Regions from separate parts of the Mus musculus genome. Here all the other regions are linked to region 1. A link is a contact called in public HiChIP or PLAC-seq and promoter capture Hi-C data. All regions are on one chromosome and are shown on one strand. The core of a region is the stretch at or near the end of the contact, and the rest is flanking DNA. Distances in the headings are between cores, read along the strand shown. Region 1 holds the start of Gtf2ird1 (general transcription factor II I repeat domain-containing 1). Region 2 holds the start of Syna (syncytin a). Region 3 overlaps Gtf2ird1 (general transcription factor II I repeat domain-containing 1).

Evidence for each region. HiChIP or PLAC-seq counts read pairs in DNA pulled down with a chosen protein or histone mark. Capture Hi-C pulls out chosen DNA fragments and counts their contacts.
Region 2: a promoter capture Hi-C map of pancreatic islet shows a contact between it and region 1. The contact joins the promoter of Syna here to the promoter of Gtf2ird1 in region 1. A contact is called at or near these places in 4 of 115 datasets of contacts at active chromatin or transcription factors (embryonic stem cells, memory CD8 T cells and pancreatic cancer cells) and 3 of 9 other capture datasets (adipose tissue, liver and pancreatic islet).
Region 3: an H3K4me3 HiChIP or PLAC-seq map of bone marrow-derived macrophages shows a contact between it and region 1, with 5 times the contacts expected there. The contact joins the enhancer-like site here to the promoter of Gtf2ird1 in region 1. A contact is called at or near these places in 13 of 39 promoter capture datasets (the C10 cell line, the HPC-7 cell line, HPC-7-derived erythroid cells and 7 more), 3 of 15 datasets of contacts at CTCF or cohesin (the NIH/3T3 cell line, large pre-B cells and thymocytes), 42 of 484 Hi-C or Micro-C datasets (8-cell embryo, the AML12 cell line, B cells and 26 more), 42 of 115 datasets of contacts at active chromatin or transcription factors (the 230-238 cell line, the HPC-7 cell line, T-cell acute lymphoblastic leukemia and 25 more) and 5 of 9 other capture datasets (adipose tissue, embryonic tail, liver and 2 more).

What each region holds. Positions count from the first base shown.
Region 1 is chr5:134,455,220-134,458,158 of GRCm38.p6, reverse strand. It overlaps Gtf2ird1 (general transcription factor II I repeat domain-containing 1), which reads left to right and starts at 1,443. Exons shown (of 30, transcript NM_001081464.2): 1 at 1,443-1,650.
Region 2 is chr5:134,558,692-134,561,630 of GRCm38.p6, reverse strand. Syna (syncytin a) reads left to right here and starts at 1,460. Exons shown (of 1, transcript NM_001013751.2): 1 at 1,460-2,939. The coding sequence starts at 1,538.
Region 3 is chr5:134,373,324-134,376,262 of GRCm38.p6, reverse strand. Gtf2ird1 (general transcription factor II I repeat domain-containing 1) reads left to right here. Exons shown (of 30, transcript NM_001081464.2): 22 at 128-156. Among named protein-coding and RNA genes, the nearest start is that of Gm46925, 26 kb to the right of the region's middle. Within about 2 kb of position 1,577, at least 60 of the 459 cell types and tissues checked have an H3K27ac peak or open chromatin away from gene starts, as enhancers often do. A contact at or near this core is called in CD8 T cells, the HPC-7 cell line, adipose tissue and 9 more, where this site is marked.

The DNA of each region.
Region 1 (2,939 bases), core at 194-2,693:
CTCGAAGTCCTCGAGTCGGTTACTGTGCCATATCATCTGGTTTTATGTGGGGCTGAAGGTCAAACCCAGGGCTTCAAGCAAGCACGCTGGACAACCATTCTATACACTGACTGAATTATATCCCTAGTGAAACTGAGTGTTTTCACTTTTTGAGACAGGATCATATGGGCCAGCCAGGCTTCAAACTCTCAGAAATCCTCTTGCTTCAAACTTCTAGGCCCTAGGATTATAGATGAAAGCCACTAAGCCTAACTCTTTATTATATATATATATATATTACAGGGATTCTCTAAGTTCAGACTGGGCTAGAATTCTCTATGATGCTCAGTCTGACATGAACTCCCAATCCTCCTGTCTCCGTCTCCTGAGTGCTGAGACTACAAGCACATTCTATCATGTCCTGCATCTATTTACCTTTTACTTACTGAATTTGAGGCACAGTCTCCCTGAGTGGTTTGGGGACTTGTCTGGTACATGTCTCTCTGCTGTGCCTATCCCAGCAAAGGCCTAGCCAAAGATTCAGGGGACCACCTGGTTACCAACCAACTGCTGGGTTGACTTGGGACATATGGCTTTGGAGAGGTTGGAGGGGGAGGGTCCCCCAGTGTTCCCCTCCCCCATTTAGTAGTATACAGGAGGTCAGATGGATGGTAAAATAAAACTCGGGACCCAAAACCACTCTGTGTGGTTGTGCTCACCTGTAATCCCAGTATTTGGGAAGTAGAGGGTCAGAAGTGCAAGGTCATCTTCAACTACATAGAGAGTTTGAGGCCAGTGTGGGGTGTGCGAAACTATCCTAAAACAACAACAATAAGGGTTTTAGGGTGTAGTTGTATAAGTAGAATGGTTGCCTTACATACAGAAAGCTCTGGGTTCGAGTCTTCCCAGGTATAAACTATAATCCCAGCACTTGGAGGTAGAGCCAGGACGATCGGTTGTTCAAGGTTATCCTCACTTTTCAGTTCGTGAGTGTTCAGGACCCTAAAACAGTTTGACTGCAACCAGGGCTTTATGAGATTCCAAGATAAAAAATAAATAAATAAAAAGGCCTGGGCCAGGCCATCCAAGAGAAAAACCTGGGGTCCCTCCCTTCTGACCTTGGACACTCCAGGCATAAGAGTGACCAGGAGGGCAAACCACCTAGGGATCCTCCGGGCGTCCTCTGGGTGACCTTGATGTATTCTGATCTCTCCGGGGAGGGGGTTCTAATCCGTGGCTGGGGGAGTCTCGAGGCTCCGAGGTTGTGAGTCCTCCCCCACGGTGGCACGGGGCGGGCCGTGCGGGCTAATCCCGTATGTAAATGACAGCCAATGGAGGGTGGTGTTGCGCGGGGCTGGGATTAGGGCCGGGGCGAATGGCTGGCAATCTTACTGGGATTACAGAACAAAGAGAGAACCTCCCAGAGCCCGGGCTCGGCTTCGCGCTCGCTCCGCGCCCCGCCCTCCGCCGCAGCCCGCGCCGGGGGTGGGGGCCCCGCGCAGCCCCCGGCCGGCCGCCCGCACCGCGTCCGCCCTCCTTCCCTCCCTCCCTCTACTGATCCTGTCCCCCATTCCCGGATTATTAACTCAGCAACCAGAGGCGACTGGATCTACCGAGTCCTGGCCACCGGGCCCGGGCCGGGGCGCCCGGAGCGCTTGGGGATCCTGCAAGGTAAAAAAAGGAGAAAGTTTGACTGGGGGCGGGGGTGGGGGTGGGGGATGGGATGAGGGATGATGGAGATGGGGTGCTCTGGAGCTTGCTTTGGTTTTGAGCCCTTATTTTTGCACCCCCCAACCTCAGTGTGTTGTGTGTATGGGAGGTCCCTTCCCCTCCCCCTCCAGGTGTCTCAATTCTAAGGCCCGCCTTTTGGGGTGTGTGTGCACGTGATCGGGATTATAATTCGAGTTTGGAGGGGGATGGGTTGGGATGGTCAGCTTCTTCCCTCCGGATACCTGCTGGAATCGGGGAAAGCAGACACCCCTCTCACCCTCGAATTCCCTGGAGGTGGAGAGAGAAGCGCCCCACTGGCCTGGAGCCCAGCAGGCCTGGATACAGTTGGGCGAATGAGGTCAGTGGTGCTGCCCTGCCGGGGGAGGTTGGTGGAGGGGGCGTCGGAAAGAAGCTTTCCTCCCCCTCCCCCTTTTCCTCTCCTGTCCTCCAACGCTCAAGCTGAGTCCGAACACTGCCCCAGAGCGGCGGTTTTTTTTTTTTTTTTTTGGGGGGGGGTCATCCTGTAAAGAGGCTGGCTTGCATGGTGGGAGCCGGACCTCTTTGGTTGGTTGGGGGTGAGTCAAAGAGACTTAGGGTCTCTAAAAAAGGGGCACAGAGGGTGCCAAGGAACAAGTTTGAGGGAGCCTCGGCTGTGGGTGGTCTCTGAGTTCTTGAAGAGGAGGGGGAGGGGCCAAAGGGTGCTTAAAGTCTCCCCATCCGGAGTCTCTAGGAGTGATCGCGACCGGTGTGACTCCCAGCTTTGCAGCCAGTCAGGGGGCTGAGAGGGCGACTTTTTTCCTGGCCTCTAAGCCCCAGGGAAACGGGGGATGGGGGGGAGGACACCCGTGGCTCTCAGAGTTTGGCTGCTCTGTCAGGAGACTAGCGGAGACCAGCATCGGGTCTGGCGACCCAGCCTCCCTGGAGTAGACTAGAGGTGGCAGTTCCTGGGTCCCCTTCCTGGGGAAGTGAAAGAACTCAGGAGCCGGGCTCAGCGATGGAGTGTGTATCTGGAATGTGGGGCGTGAAGGCTGGTCTTCGGCAGGTTTTTAGAGGAGTGGGAATTCACAAGGGGCTTCTCTTCCGGCTCAGACTGCAGAGCTGCTCCTGGAAGCTCAGTGGTCAGTGCTCCCTGTTCCTCCGTTGGGGCCCTCCAAGACCTCTGGCCTTGGGAGGTGCCTTGATCCGTTCATTTATTTTAGCAGCGTCATTCCCAGAGGGAAAGGGCACCGGCATCGATTATTTATTCTATT
Region 2 (2,939 bases), core at 211-2,710, 100 kb before region 1:
TTTTGATACATATGCAGCTAGAGTCAAGAGCTCCAGGGTACTGGTTAGTTCATAATGTTGTTGCACCTACAGGGTTGCAGATCCCTTCAGCTCCTTGGGTACTTTCTCTAGCTCCTCCATTGGGGGCCCTGTGATCCATCCAATAGCTGACTGTGAGCATCCACTTCTGTGTTTGCTAGGCCCTGGCCTAGTCTCACAAGAGACAGCTATATCAGGGTCCTTTCAGCAAACGCTTACTAGTGTATGCAATGGTGTCATCGTTTGGAGGCAGCTCTAAAATTCTTAATCCATCCACTTTCCTTCCTACAGACTTTAGCCTCACAGGGGACCCCCACTCTCTGATCCCCCTGATTTCTCACTACATTCTTATAGTCACTTGGCAGACGTTCCTATTGCTGACACCCTCTAATTGGTATATCCATAAGGGCTTTTTAAGGCTATGCCAATTGTCACAGGTTATGCCAATTGTCCTTAGAGTTTCAACACCTCTCACACCCCCATGCACCACATCACGGTTGCGGGAAATATCAAAAAAAGAACCCGCCAACTCTCAGTGAGGCCAGGCCACGCTCCCTCACTCCTGCCGCCGCCAACTCTCCCACGCCAGATTATCGCTCCCGCCGGGTCATCTCTAGGACTGGGTGCGGTTCCACACATTGACTCACACAACACCCCTGGTTAGCCATCTCAACACTTAATTACCCGGTAGGATTAAGTAAGACTCTTAAGCTTAGAGTTAACCATTAGATTTATGTAGTAATAATATCACATTTTACAAGATGCCAATACAATAATTTCAGAGCCAGTTGGTAAAACTTTAACCCAATTATTCTAACCTTTAGATAACACCAATGTTATCTAAATGTAACTCCATTCTCCCTCCTCCCTTCCAACGACCTTTCTCTGTCCAAACTCTTAGCTCCGCCTCCCTTTTCCTGTCCAATCACAGGCCTGCCACTGCCCTGATGTGATTGGACAGAGAAAATTCTGCAACCCGTCACCACAAAGCAGGCAGAGCCCATTGCTCTGACCAGGACCCTGACACTACAGTACCGAAAGGTTGGTGTCTACACTGACTCCAAATACACACACCACATCCTCCACTCTCATGCCTGCCTTTAGCAAGAGAAGGGATCTCTCCCTTCACAAAATGACATCTATAATTGCAAATTAATCTACAAACTCAATCAGGCTATTAGCTTGCCTCTGGCAGCAGTAGCTATTCACCCCTGGCAGCCATAGCTAACCACCAAAGTAGCCCAAGGCTACACCTAGGGGGCTCGACAGAAGACAAGTTAAAGGGAATCTGCTGCTGGCTAAGTCAAAGCTCAAAAGTGGGGCAGACCCTAACACTAAGACTAGCCCCTGATGACCCTCCCCCTCTTTGTTTCTACTCACCTAGGTCCAACCTCCATAAGCACAACCGGGCGCCTCCCTGACTTTTCCGTCACTCCTGGACTGAGCGAAGCCTTGCCTTTGGAACTCTCAGGACAGCATCTCTGTGCCTCCCACTGCCGTGGGCCACTCCTGAAGAGCCATGGTTCGTCCTTGGGTTTTCTGTCTCCTCCTGTTCCCTTGTTCCTCTGCCTACTCGGACAGCTGGATGCCCCTGGTAAACCTCACTCAACACCTCCTCCAGGAGGCTAACTCTTCCTTCTCTTCCAACTGCTGGGTCTGCTTATCCATCCAAACCCAGCGCTCTCTAGCCATGCCAGCCCCACTAAGGACTTGGACAGAGACACCCATGAAACTTCGAATCATGTACTCAGCCCGGACCCTCTCCGGCCCATACCCTATCACCGACCTTGAGAGGCGCCTCCAGAATTTCCAACCATTGACTCCCCACTCCTCTTTTGTCAACCCTGACCAGCGGGCCATTGCTTTCCTTCAGATCACCAGCGTGACAGGCATACTTCCCATACTTTCTCGGATCACCTCGGTGAGATACCCCGATGACCACGTCTATGAATCTGCCCAGCGCCCCATATGGGGCTCACTCTCCACCCAGACGATCCTCACCTCCCAGGCCCCTCTCTGCATATCCCGCTTCTTCAAGAATTCAAACCATGCCACCTTCGTGGGCAAACTCCCTGCCTCTCTTTGCAATCACACCTTTCAGCTCTCCCCCTCTGCCAACCACCAATCCATAGATCTGTCCTCCAGCTATGCATTCGCCCCATTAATGGCCATGCCAGGGTCTAAATGGAGAAACCCCTTACGCTTTTCAGGACCCCCTTCCCTGAACTCAGGGATGCCTCACTACTCCTGCCCGATAGATGACATCCACTGCCACACCTACCCCACCACCCCCTGGAGGTCCTGTCCTTCCTTCCCAGCTAGCACCTGCTATAATCTCACCCTATTCGAGCCGGACAATTCGAGCCACCCTATTACCCTGTCTGTGGACACCACATACTTCAAGATTAAACTCCAGGGACACAAAGACCCCTATCCACTCTTTCAGTACCAGCCCCTCATGGGGGCAGCCCTCTCTGGACAATATTCAATCTGGGAATATGAACCCACTGTTAAGAAAAACGGCGGTATCACTCCAAATATCTTCTCCCACCTTGTCTCCTTAACATACTCCTTCTGCCTCAACTCCTCTGGTGTTTTCTTCCTCTGTGGAAACTCAACTTATGTCTGTCTCCCGGCCAATTGGTCCGGCGTCTGTACCCTTGTCTTCCAATACCCGGATATTGAACTCCTTCCCAACAACCAAACCATATCTGTCCCGCTTTTTGCTACAGTTCCCTCCTCTGTCCCCGCTTCTCGCCGGAAGCGAGCCCTTCCTCTCCTTCCTCTCCTCGCGGGCCTGGGCATTGCTTCTGCCCTGGGGTTAGGCATCGCGGGTATCACCACCTCAACTGTGTATTTCCAACAGCTTTCCAAGGCTCTCTCGGACAGCCTAGATGAAATAGCCACCTCCATCATCAGCC
Region 3 (2,939 bases), core at 328-2,827, 82 kb after region 1:
TGCTAGTGTCTGAAAAGGACCCTGGGCTTTTGTTACCAATCCCTTGGCAAGCTAGTATCATCATCTACCTGGTGGTAACCTCGTCCCCATCCCTTTCCCCTGAAGCTCACTTCTGTTTCCCTTCCAGGCCATTCCAAGGACTTATCCCAAAGCCTGGTAAGTGGTACTTCTGGGGGTTTGGGAGGTACTTGGTATTAGGGGTGGGGGTTTGTGCACAGTTCTGGAAATTCAAAACCTTCATGGGAGACACCTGCCTGGCTCAGGCGCAGGACCAGGGTACTACCCTGCTGTTCCTGCAACTCCCTTTGCGTCTGCCTCCGGTTGATGGAGAAAGGCTGCAGAATCCCTGGTCTTAAGACCCAGAGACCCCGTTGAGATAACATTGGAACCACGGGCTTCACCCAGTCAGTCCCATGACCTCCGGGAGACCTGGCTAACTCAGGAAATGGGGAAAATTGATGGCAAATGTATTTGAATGTTGTCATAGGGTACAGGGAGCTTGGTGGTAATATGTGAGGCATTGGGGAGCTAGGAAGATAACATAGTCTATAAAGTATTTGCTGTGCAAACAAGAGAACCTGAGTTTAATCCCAGGAACCCACATTTAAAAAAATCTGTGTAGGGGTGGATGGGATGGGGGGGGGGGAGAAAACACAGCTGTGCTTTGTGGTGCAGTTTGTAATCCTGTTTGGAGGAGGTGGAGCTTTGCAAATTGCTAGGGCTCACTGAGCAGCCTGCCTGGTCTATTCAGCAAGTTAGCTCCAGGTCAGTGAGAGACCATCTCAAATGAACAAAAGAAAAAAAGCTGAGCATAGTGGCCCACCTGGGAGGCAGAATTTGAGGTTTGCTTGTCTACAAAATGAATTCTAGGACAGCCTGGCGCTACACAGAGAAACATTGTTTCAAAAAACAAAAGCTAGAGAGCTCCTCTGGAATCCCCAGTGAAAGGCTGGTGAGTGGCTCAGTGGTAGAGCCCCTGCCTAGAATCCCCCAGTGAGGGGCTGGGGGCGTGGCTCAGTGGTAGAGCCCCTGCCTAGAATCCCCCAGTGAGGGGCTGGGGGCGTGGCTCAGTGGTAGAGCCCCTGCCTAGAATCCCCCAGGGAGGGGCTGGGGGTGTGGCTCAGTGGTAGAGCCCCTGCCTAGAATCCCCCAGTGAGGGGCTGGGGGCATGGCTAAATCAAGCTTGCTAAGATTTCGTGTATTTCACCAAGCCTGGTTTATGAGGTACTGGGGCTGGAACCAGGGCTTTATGCACTCTAGACAAGAACCTATCAAATCAAGTATATCCTTAGCCCCCAAGACCCCATCTTGAAAAAAAAAAGTAAACAAAACAAACAAAAGAAGCCCCTGGCCTCATTTTTACCTGCTGCAGCAGCTAACTGGGTGGACTCTAGGATCCTGGTGCCCACTGTGGAGAGAGCCCTGGGTGGGACCAGAGGCTGGACCAGAGCTGGCAGTCAGACCATGAGGGAAATGAGTACTTCCTCAGGAAGGAAGCTGGGGACAAGGCAGTACTTGTGAACACAGAGGGCTGCCTTTCCACCAATGAGAGATCCAGAAAGTCCCTTCTTTGGGACTGACCCTAGCTCAGCCTGTCTGCCCTCCACCCCAGCTCTTGAGTTAGTTTGTAAACATGGGCCTCTTGGACCCTGGCTGATGATAGCCTAAAGTCAGACCCTAGCCAGTTGCCACCCCTGACACAAGTGATTATCTAAGCTGATGTCACTGCTGGGTGCTTCTGCTCCTGTCCCTCTGGGGTCCAGGAAGTATGGCTAGACCTCCAGCCTCGGTAGGAACCCAGTATATAAGTCAGCCAATCCCCCTACAGCCCCCATGGCTCTCCCTGGCCTCCAAACGCACTCGTTTTGGGGACAGCGTCCTGATATGTATCCCAGACTGGCCTCAAATTTGTGGCCTTTCTGCCTCAGCTTCCAGAGCGTTGAAGTTACAGTAGTGGGCCACCACTCTGGGATCGGTTACCTTCTCCCAGGAGGAAACATAGACTCAAGAGAGTTGAAGGAAATTTCTCGAAGTCACAGAGCATTTGCCTAGCCTGGCTGAGATTTGAAAGGAAAAGACTTCCCTACTTGCAGGAGCTAAGTTGTACCTTAATGTGCTAAATCTGATTCTGCTGAGTGTCTCTCTGTCGCCCCCTCCTGACCACTAGGTGCAATGACATGGGTCCTATGGTCCTATCTGTAACCTCCCTTTTTTACAAATTCCCAGTTTAAACTGGTTTATTTACTTGATGGATAGGGTTTGATATTAGGATTTTTTACTTATGTTCGTTATGTTTTTTCTAGACAGGGTTTTTCTGTGTAACCCTGGCTTTCTTGGAACTTGTTCTGTTTACCAGGCTGGTCTTGAACTTATAGAGATCTGCTTGTCTCTGGCTCCAGAGTACTAGGATTAAAGTCATGAGCCACTAGCATCTGGTTTTAGAATTTTGAGTGAGTGTGTGCGTGAGTGGGGGGAGTGTGCCTCTGTGTGTGTGTATGTGTGTGTGTGTGTGTGTGTTTATGTACAGAGGCCAGAGAGCAACCCTAGATGTTGGTCCTGTGGAGCTGCCCTATTAAATGTATTATTATTTTTATTTTATTTTATTTTTTTAAAGATAGTATCTCTCACTGGCCTGAAGCTAGGCTGACCAACTAGTCCCAGGCATCCTTCTGTATCTGCCTCTCTGGTGATGGGATTACAATTTCACACTATCGTTCATAACTTTTAATCGAGGGGGTGGGGGAGAGGTAGGGAAAAGAATTGTTTGTGAGTGCAATTCCTTTAGAGACCAGAAGATGTCACCAGATCCCCTGCTGCTGGAGTTTCAGTTTTGAGCTGCCTGGCACAGGCCCTGAGAACTGAACTCAGGTCCTCTCAAAGAACAGTGAGCATTCTAAACCACTGAGCCATCTCTCCAGCCCTAAGCCTTGCTTTAAAAA